Linked DNA regions of Zea mays: regions 1 and 3 are each linked to region 2. Evidence: chromatin contacts called from public Hi-C data. All regions are on one chromosome and are shown on one strand. Each heading gives the region's core, a stretch centred on a gene start, on an enhancer-like site or on the middle of the called end of the contact. The rest is flanking DNA. Distances are from core to core; before and after follow the strand shown. Region 1 holds the start of LOC100191452. Region 2 holds the start of LOC103637791. Region 3 holds the start of LOC778429 (low affinity nitrate transporter).

Region 1 (2,700 bases), core at 140-2,639, 390 kb before region 2:
ACAGTCCAACGAACAGAGAAAAGAGAAATGTTTCAATCTTTACTAATTTATTTTTCACCAATAAAATTAATGCAACTGCTAAGTCTCGTTAACTTTATTTTACTTAGTATTTCCTATTTATTTATGACCCAAAATAGTGATTTTCTTGGGGTGCGACAGTATCGGATGTGAAATACACCTAAATATTGAGGGTGTATTTGGTTCTGCTTTTCAAACCTGCTTCTGATTTGAAAGCTGAACCAAAGTGGTCTAGTTTTTTCTGCAACTACTTTGAAAAAGCAGCTTTTCTATAATACAAATTTAAAAGAAGCTTGTACCCTGCTTTTTGCTGCTTATCCGTTATATTAATAAACAGACACACTAAATTGAAACTAAAATAAGATTTAAAAAATTAAGTGTTATGATGAATGAAATAAAAATATTTTTAATTAAAAAAATATTATAAATGGAACTAAAAATTGATTTATTTGTAAAAATAACGGGAACATAAATGCGAAATCGGTTTTTAAATTTGATATATTGATTATAATATATAGTTAAATAGAGGCATATAAACAATATATAGTTTGTTTACAGTAGACAACTCATAACCATTTAAACTAAACAACTTTCTGTTTTTTCACAGCAGGCAGCTCAAAGTAGCTTTTACACAGCTCGTAGCTAAAAAACGGACCCTAATAGTGATAGGGCTTGCCGTTACTTATACGTTCATGTTCACCTACCGGCGACACGTGAAAGCCGATTAGATTAATATTTAATAATAAACCGTTGGCCAAGAAACTAGCGAGTTAGATTATAATAACAATCTGGCGTCGTCGGCTCAGTTTTAGACGAGCTCCAACAATGATCTATAAAGAGTCCTATATTCTAAATTTAGAGGATGAGATCGTCCTCTACTTCCTCAAGCAGCGTTATCTAAATGATCCTCTAAATTTAGAGAACGCTACTGAACACTTTCTATATATAAAGTTTCTCTAAACAGTTGTTTTTGCATTTGAATACTTTAAACAACTGGTTTAACAAAACTAAAATATGTATAATACATTTGAGAATATGACAAATACGTATGTAAAAAAATGTCTCTAATATAAGTATTTGCTTATAGAGTATGTGATTTATGACGTTGTTGGAGAGAAAGGAGATATAGAGGATGAAAAATCTTTTATAGAAGAATGTAAAGTAGGGATAAACATAGAAAACGTTGTTGGAGACCGTCCTAGTCCGTGGGGATTGTTTCTGTAGAGAATAGTAGTGCACTGTAACTGATTCAGCGCAGGACGATCCGTGAAGCAATAACTTCAGCCCTGGGCCCGCCCCGGCAAGGCCGCTGGGTATGTCCCTTGGTCCTCTCTCTGACATCTCTTGTCTCCTCTTCATTGCAAATGTTTCTCTTCCTCTCTCCCACCTCTCCTCTCCTCTCCATTGCAAACCTTCGGGATGAAGGTTGAGAGCCTGCTCTGAAACGACGTACGTAAAGGGAGCAAGGAACCGGAGAGCGTGCGGCGGGCTTCTGGATTTTAGGTACGTGCTTCCGCAGATGGGTCGACTTCCCCCTCCCGCCTTTTCGCATAACGGAAACCGTGTTTCTTTGCTGAATTGATCATGGCTCATGGGTCAAGCCGTCAAGGTGAAGCAAAGCAACCACCACATGTCCACATCCCCCCCACGCAGTAGCGTACTATATACTTCGCTAAGACTTCCGAATCGGGTGTTTTTATGTTTGGACAACTTTAGCCACCTTATCTACATCTACACATTCTATTTGTTTCGAACTTCACTAAACCACTGGCTGGGTTGAGATCTTGAAACGGCACCTGACACATAGATCCAAACAGAAGCTCAAGTTTTCCTGATAAACAGTGCAGACCTCTCCTCAGGACCGAGCAAATATGAAACCTGAAAAACAGAAGGGATACTCGGTTGTGGTAACACAAGAAAAAATAAACAAGGAGGACAGTAAAGGCCTGAATCTGTCAAAAACTGAACAATACAATTTTAAAAAATATATAGGCACAGTTTCCGTGCATGTTGATTATCAAGGATTGCGTACGTGTTGACTGATTATCAAAGAATCACGGCTTCTGAAGTAGCGAAAGGAGAAACGCACCAGAGCCACCGGGATCTTCTACGCCTGCCGTCGAAAGAGGCCCTCGCAGAGTTCCTTCTGGATCTTGGAGCAGAGGATGAGTGCAGGTGGGCCTAAACGGTGGTGACGAAGCCCAGGTGAGCCTTCTGGATCTTGAAGAACCACGGAGGAGTAACACGTGCCGGATGCGCAGCCTACAAGCAGCGGCAGCCAGGGTCGAGCAAGCTGGAGATGCCTCCACCGCCGCGCCGCCAGGGGAGAGATATTTTGGATACCTGGGTTTTTGTACCCAAACGAATCCGATGCGGTTGGGTCATGTGCAATGGATATCCGCGTCTAGACTACATACCGTACCAACTCCGTAAAGGACGTCCATTTAGAAGCCATGACATGTTTGACATGGGTCTAGAGCGAAATTCAAAGAGGAGTTGATCCAAAACACCCTAGCTTCTGAGTTATAAACTCAATGAAGTTCTTGGAACTGCACTATAAATTTTTGGAGTAACTCTTTTGCTACTCGAAAAACTCCAAAAAACAACATAAACATTAAGTTTAAAGTTATCTATCTGACTATCACTGGTTATGAGAAAGTAATCTAAACTCTGGAGCAGACC
Region 2 (2,794 bases), core at 158-2,657:
ACCATTGGGGCCAGAAGTGAATTCTCCACCATATTGGCAAATGGCTACCACAATACCCCCATCCGCCATGCTTCCTGAGTTGTTCAGCTGTCAGTATAACTATAATAAACATAAGAAATGTAAAGGAAATTTACTTTCAACAAAAATTCTCATGTGTAATTCATGACGAAGTGAAAATTCACTATGTCAAGGGTGCCTATTTTTTTAAGTATTTTAAAGGTCATTAGCAACATACAACATCTCCCATTAGAGAACCTGGGACTCAAGTTTTTTGTTGGTAAAGGCATAGAACAGGAAACACACAATTACTAGGTAAATAGGGCACATGATGGAGATGATAGTTCATGTTCATTTGTCTGACGAAGGCACCACTGCAAAAGCTATATAGCCCAGCAGCAATGAAGCAGTATGTCGGTTCAGGTTTTAACAAAATCTGCTTAACGTTGGCAAAGATTGTTGCAAAACCAAAAGAAAAAGAACAGTCACACAATACATGGATTTCAACCCGGACGGATTCATACTAGCATTGTTCATGAACCTCTGAAATTTCACTAAAACTTTATCATGGACTGTTGCTCTTGTAGCTCTAAAAATTGCCAAGGAATTCCGAGCAAACGAACACTGAATTGATGACTGAACTGACATATTCACAAGAAAAAAAATGTCTGAAGGCTGGAACTCCACTAAGCTCCAGCAGGAGAAGGACTGAAATGATAATATAACTAGTATAAAAGCAAAGTAACTCAGGATGGAAATTTGGAGAGAAAAAAGGGGAAATAGAGAAAAGGGGGCATTTTGCTCAAGAATCCCCTAGAATGGGGACAAATCGCAACATGACTGCGAACAGAGCAGGGACGGGAAACACAAAATAATCTGCTAGGCAGTAGGCACGGCGAAAAGGAGTAAATTTCAGAGGATGCTACGCGAATACGCAAGCCCACTCGAGGATCCAAATAGAAATTACTTTATACCAACTGAACAAAAAAAAAGGACGGCTCTTTGTCATCGGAAAAGGAGGATTGGGAATCAACACCCATGGGTGGGGGGGAACAAGGGGCCGGATGCAAGAGCTCAGTTCAGTCGAAGCCCCCGGAAATCTGGTTGCGCAAAAGGATTTACTTACCCACGAGAGAGCACGAGGAGGAATCAGCTCAGGCTTCCCCGAGAGTAGAGAGAAGCGAGTAGTTGCCTCCGGACGGAAGGAGGCGGGCGCGCACCGCGGCGGCCGGGAAGGGAGGGGAAGAAGGGAAGGAGGAGGGGAAGACGAAGCGGGGTTGATTTGTTAGGGCTGCGGATGCCAGGGGTATTCTTGATATTTCCCCACCGCGGAAAATCTTCCCTGGTGCTTTCCACAATTTTGCCACTACCTTTCATTTTAGCCGGAACAGACACCACGTGCTAGCGATGTCGTCCTCTGAATCGCCTGATCGGACGAGTGAAAATATGTTTAGATCCGTTTGGATTGAAGGAATTCTAAAGAAAAAATATAGAAATCAAAAAAGGTGAACCAAAAAACGCAAATTCATCCCGTCCCCTCTAGAATAAAATACTGTAGCAAGATGCCGGTGTCACGTGAACCAGAAAATCTACTTAATCCCATGGCCATGAAGAAATTGTGTAGGTATTGTTCATTTTTCACATGAGAAATATAGGAACAGGCAAATTTCTCCTGTTCCAGGGGCAGCGAGCGAATGCGAGAAAGGAATCTACGTTGTACCAAGAAAGAAGTGTCGCTTCTTCTCCCATATCAGCAGTTTTCGTCCGACGTCGCGACTCTACACACGTTTGCACGTCTTCTCCCCCAACGTCGCACAAAAAAACCAATAAGGCCTCGTTCGGCAGCCAGGTTTTAGTTCCAGGTCAGGAACAGTTTCAGGCCAGGTTTTAGTTGATCCGAGTCTTTCACTTGTTCCGGGTCTTTCACTTGATCAACCCAGGTTTCAGCTGAAATAATTCTCTGTCGCTCCGTTCGGCAGCTTGGGATCGGAGCTAAACTGACATACTGTGATAACTGGGATCGACACCGCGCCGCCCGCCGCGTGCACGGCCCCGGCCCCGCACCGCACGCGCACCGCCTCCGCCTCGACCGCCAGTCGCTCCGTCACCGCGGGCACGACCGGGTACGACACCACGCCGCCGTGCTGCACGTAGCCCGACACCACCTTCACGAACTCCTTGCAGGCCGACATTGCGTACGTACGTCGTAGCGGCCATGGACCCGTACAAGGTACGCTGTGCTTGTTTGCTGTCTCAATTCGTGTTTCGTCCTTGATGGATCGGACAACTGTTCATATATGCATGCATGCTTGTGCAGCACCGCCCGTCGAGCGCCTTCAACGCCCCGTACTGGACCACCAACTCCAGCGCCCCCTGTGTGGAACAACGACAGCTCCCTCACCGTCGGCGCACGAGGTAATTAACCGCCGTCGCCGCCTGTTACCGTAACAGCAGCTAGCAGAGACATAGCTGAACTGAACTGAACTGAACTGCATATATGACCAACCCAACCAAGGTCCCATCCGCCTCGGCCGCCAGTCGCTCTGTCACCGCGGGCACGATCGGGTACGACACCACGCCGCCGTGCTGCACGTAGCCTGGCGAGACGGCCAGGAGAGCCGGCGTGGCCACGATGGTGATTGACGCGGCGGCCGAGCTTAGGCGGCGGCGGCCGCGGGGAAGGGTTGTGTCGTTGCGTCGGGGAGACGAGGCCAGCCGCTGCGTCGGCGAAGGGTCGCGAGAAGGTGCCGGGGAGGCTCGCCGTCGGGGCTGCGCGGCGTCGGCCCGTCGTCACCTC
Region 3 (2,795 bases), core at 273-2,772, 310 kb before region 2:
ATTGACCGTTTAGAGTAGAAATTAGAGCCTATTACCACCCCCACAGTCCTACTTATGTGCTGTCACGTAAATAAAGAGAAGTGATATACGACAGTCCATCGTTTGAGCGTTCAGTTTTTATCTCTTCCTTTTCTTTTCCTCTCTCCTTTTTATTTTTTCTCATTTTTTTTTATCTTGGATGGGTTTAGAAGAACTTGTAACTCGTAGGTTAGAGGACAAGATGGTAGAGACGACAACACGCGGAGGAGACCGCACTGATACCGCCGGACAAAAGGAAAGGAGGAGGTGGTCATAGACAACTCTTTTGCCGTCTTGGTACACTAATCAATCAATCATATTTCCGGTGACTGGTGCGACGTCCTATCTGTGCAGTTGTAGTGATAACTGACACTGCAATCTTCGTTGGCGAATCTCTGTAGATCAAGTGCGGGGTCATCTCGTTTGATGCTTTTGGACGCTACTTCTCTCCCATTTATTTTCTCCTGAGCACGTTTACGTTGGGCGATTTATTCTAATCTGTTCTAGTATCTAAAAAATGGCCAAAAGAAAGAAGAAAAAAACTTGATTGTTGCTCTTGGTTTCATCAAAATGTGATGTTAGTACTCAATCCTTGAATAACAAATTGATTCATGGAGTTATCTTATATAAAACTTTTATGTATTTTCCAGAATTTATATGAAAAGACATATGCGTTTACGACACAACTGGAGATTTATGGAGTTTATGCAATGGTACTATTTTGGTTTTATAAGTGTTAGCCCTCATTTAAATCAAAAAAGTAACCTCCCTAGCTTGGACAGGTACCTCTATTTTCCGCGCCAATTTGATAACAAAAGGTCAGCATATGTACCAACAAATTGTTTGTCTTTATAGTCATACAAAATTGTACTAAATAGCTGTAAGCGTTTATAATACTTCAAAATAGTATTTGTTTTAGCTCTTAATTTTTATATTTATATTGAACTAGATGATGATGATGATAAATATAGACATGTATATAGCTCTTAATTTATATATTCATATTCAACTAGAGATTTTAACGGAAAAATAGCATCCAACAGCCTTTTTAATTGGATATGCAAACATAAACACCCTCTATTTCGGATATCTCGCTAGCCAAATATGAAGAACGAGGATAGCTCTCTAGACTACACGCAATATATAGAAAAACTGTTGAAGGATACAAAGATATAAAAAGCCATCTTTACTAAAATGGCTCTTGATTTAGGGAATATATTTTAGAAAGGTTTTTAGAGATACACTGAGTATTGTATAAATCTAATAAAGAACAATTTTTATTTTAGTACAGAGGTAGTACAAGTTATACGAATTTTATTTTAGTGTAGAGTTAGTATAAGTTATCAGTTGAGTCAGTGCTGCGATGGGACTGAAAGCTCCGCTTCAACAGGTAGGGGCGTAGGGTATCCGGCTACCGCTCGTCCTCGTGCACGCGGCTGTTAAACACAGTGACCCCCTCGTTAGCTCTCCGTCCATCCCCTCTTCCATCAGGATCAGGTCTCTCCCTCTCCGACTCTATCTCTCCCTGCCAATACTCATCTACAAAAAGAGAGATTATATCCATCCTCTTTGTGCACTGATTTAATTATGATCCTTCTTTTCGTTTGTTCTTATGCCATTGTTTGGCCACCAGCGGTGGGGTATCGATCTGCTCTAGTTGGACGGCGGCATCCCTGATTCTACCCTGATCGATCCCATGGATGCCCAAGACGGCGATGAGAGACCGCTGATCATCCATCGCCTGCCACTACTCCAGGTGATCCATCTCCTTTGCCACATAGCAAGTGCGACATAGTTCCTGTCAAGATACTTGTTGTTGTTCCTGTTCCTCTAGCTATAGCTATCAATCCTACGCGAAGCCAGGATGTAGAATATAATTTTTGCATAACAGACCTCTTTCCGTTCAGGATGAAAGTACTTCCGAATTCACTAGCGACGGGACGGTTGATCTTCGCAATCAGCCTGCTCGGAAGCAGAGAACTGGGAAGTGGAAAGCATGCTTCTTCATCTTAGGTGCCGAGTTTGCTGAATGTGTGGCCTTCTTCGCGATCTCGAAGAACCTGGTGACGTACCTCACGGGCGTTCTGCACGAGAGCAACGTGGACGCCGCGACGACTGTGTCCACCTGGATCGGGACCTCGTTCTTCACGCCGCTCGTCGGCGCGTTCTTGGCCGACACATTCTGGGGGCGATACTGGACGATACTGGCCTTCCTCTCCGTGTACGTCACGGGGATGACGGTCCTGACTGCTTCAGCTCTTCTCCCGCTGCTCATGGGCGCGTCCTACAGCCGTAGCGCCCACCGCCTCTTCGCGTACCTGGGCCTCTACCTCGCCGCTCTCGGCACCGGCGGAATCAAGCCGTGCGTCTGCGCGCTCGGTGCCGACCAGTTCGACGCGTCTGACCCCGTGGAGCGGCGGGCCAAGGGCTCCTTCTTCAACTGGTACTACTTCTCCATCAACATCGGCTCCCTGCTGTCCGCGACGGTGGTCGTCTGGGTGCAGGACAACGTTGGGTGGGGAGTCGGGTTCGCGATCCCGACCCTGCTCATGCTGTCGGGACTCGTGCTGTTCGTCGCCGGTAGGAAGGTTTACAGGTACCAGAGAGTGGGAGGGAGCCCTCTGACAAGAGCCTCGCAGGTGGTGGTTGCTGCTGTCAGGAACTACCGTTTGGTGCTGCCTGAGCCTGACGACAGCTCGGCCCTGCTGCATCAGGCGCCTCCCGGAACGACGGAAGGAAATGATTCCACGATGCAGCATACGAGTCAATTCAGGTAT

What was found. Hi-C and Micro-C count contacts between places; a contact is called where the count stands out from the background.
Region 1: a Hi-C map of bundle sheath shows a contact between it and region 2, with 4 times the contacts expected there. The contact joins the promoter of LOC100191452 here to the promoter of LOC103637791 in region 2. A contact is called at or near these places in 3 of 25 Hi-C or Micro-C datasets (bundle sheath, ear and tassel).
Region 3: a Hi-C map of leaf shows a contact between it and region 2, with 7 times the contacts expected there. The contact joins the promoter of LOC778429 here to the promoter of LOC103637791 in region 2. A contact is called at or near these places in 2 of 25 Hi-C or Micro-C datasets (ear and leaf).

Annotation. Positions count from the first base shown.
Region 1 is chr1:114,358,463-114,361,162 of Zm-B73-REFERENCE-NAM-5.0, reverse strand. It overlaps LOC100191452, which reads left to right and starts at 1,389. Exons shown (of 6, transcript NM_001136885.1): 1 at 1,389-1,521. LOC100381897 (a long non-coding RNA gene) reads right to left here and starts at 2,356. Exons shown (of 2, transcript NR_135510.1): 1 at 2,108-2,356; 2 at 998-1,896.
Region 2 is chr1:113,965,351-113,968,144 of Zm-B73-REFERENCE-NAM-5.0, reverse strand. LOC103637791 reads right to left here and starts at 1,407. Exons shown (of 7, transcript XM_035964075.1): 1 at 1,124-1,407; 2 at 1-74. The coding sequence starts at 69.
Region 3 is chr1:114,277,531-114,280,325 of Zm-B73-REFERENCE-NAM-5.0, reverse strand. LOC778429 (low affinity nitrate transporter) reads left to right here and starts at 1,522. Exons shown (of 3, transcript NM_001112455.2): 1 at 1,522-1,774; 2 at 1,926-2,791. The coding sequence starts at 1,715.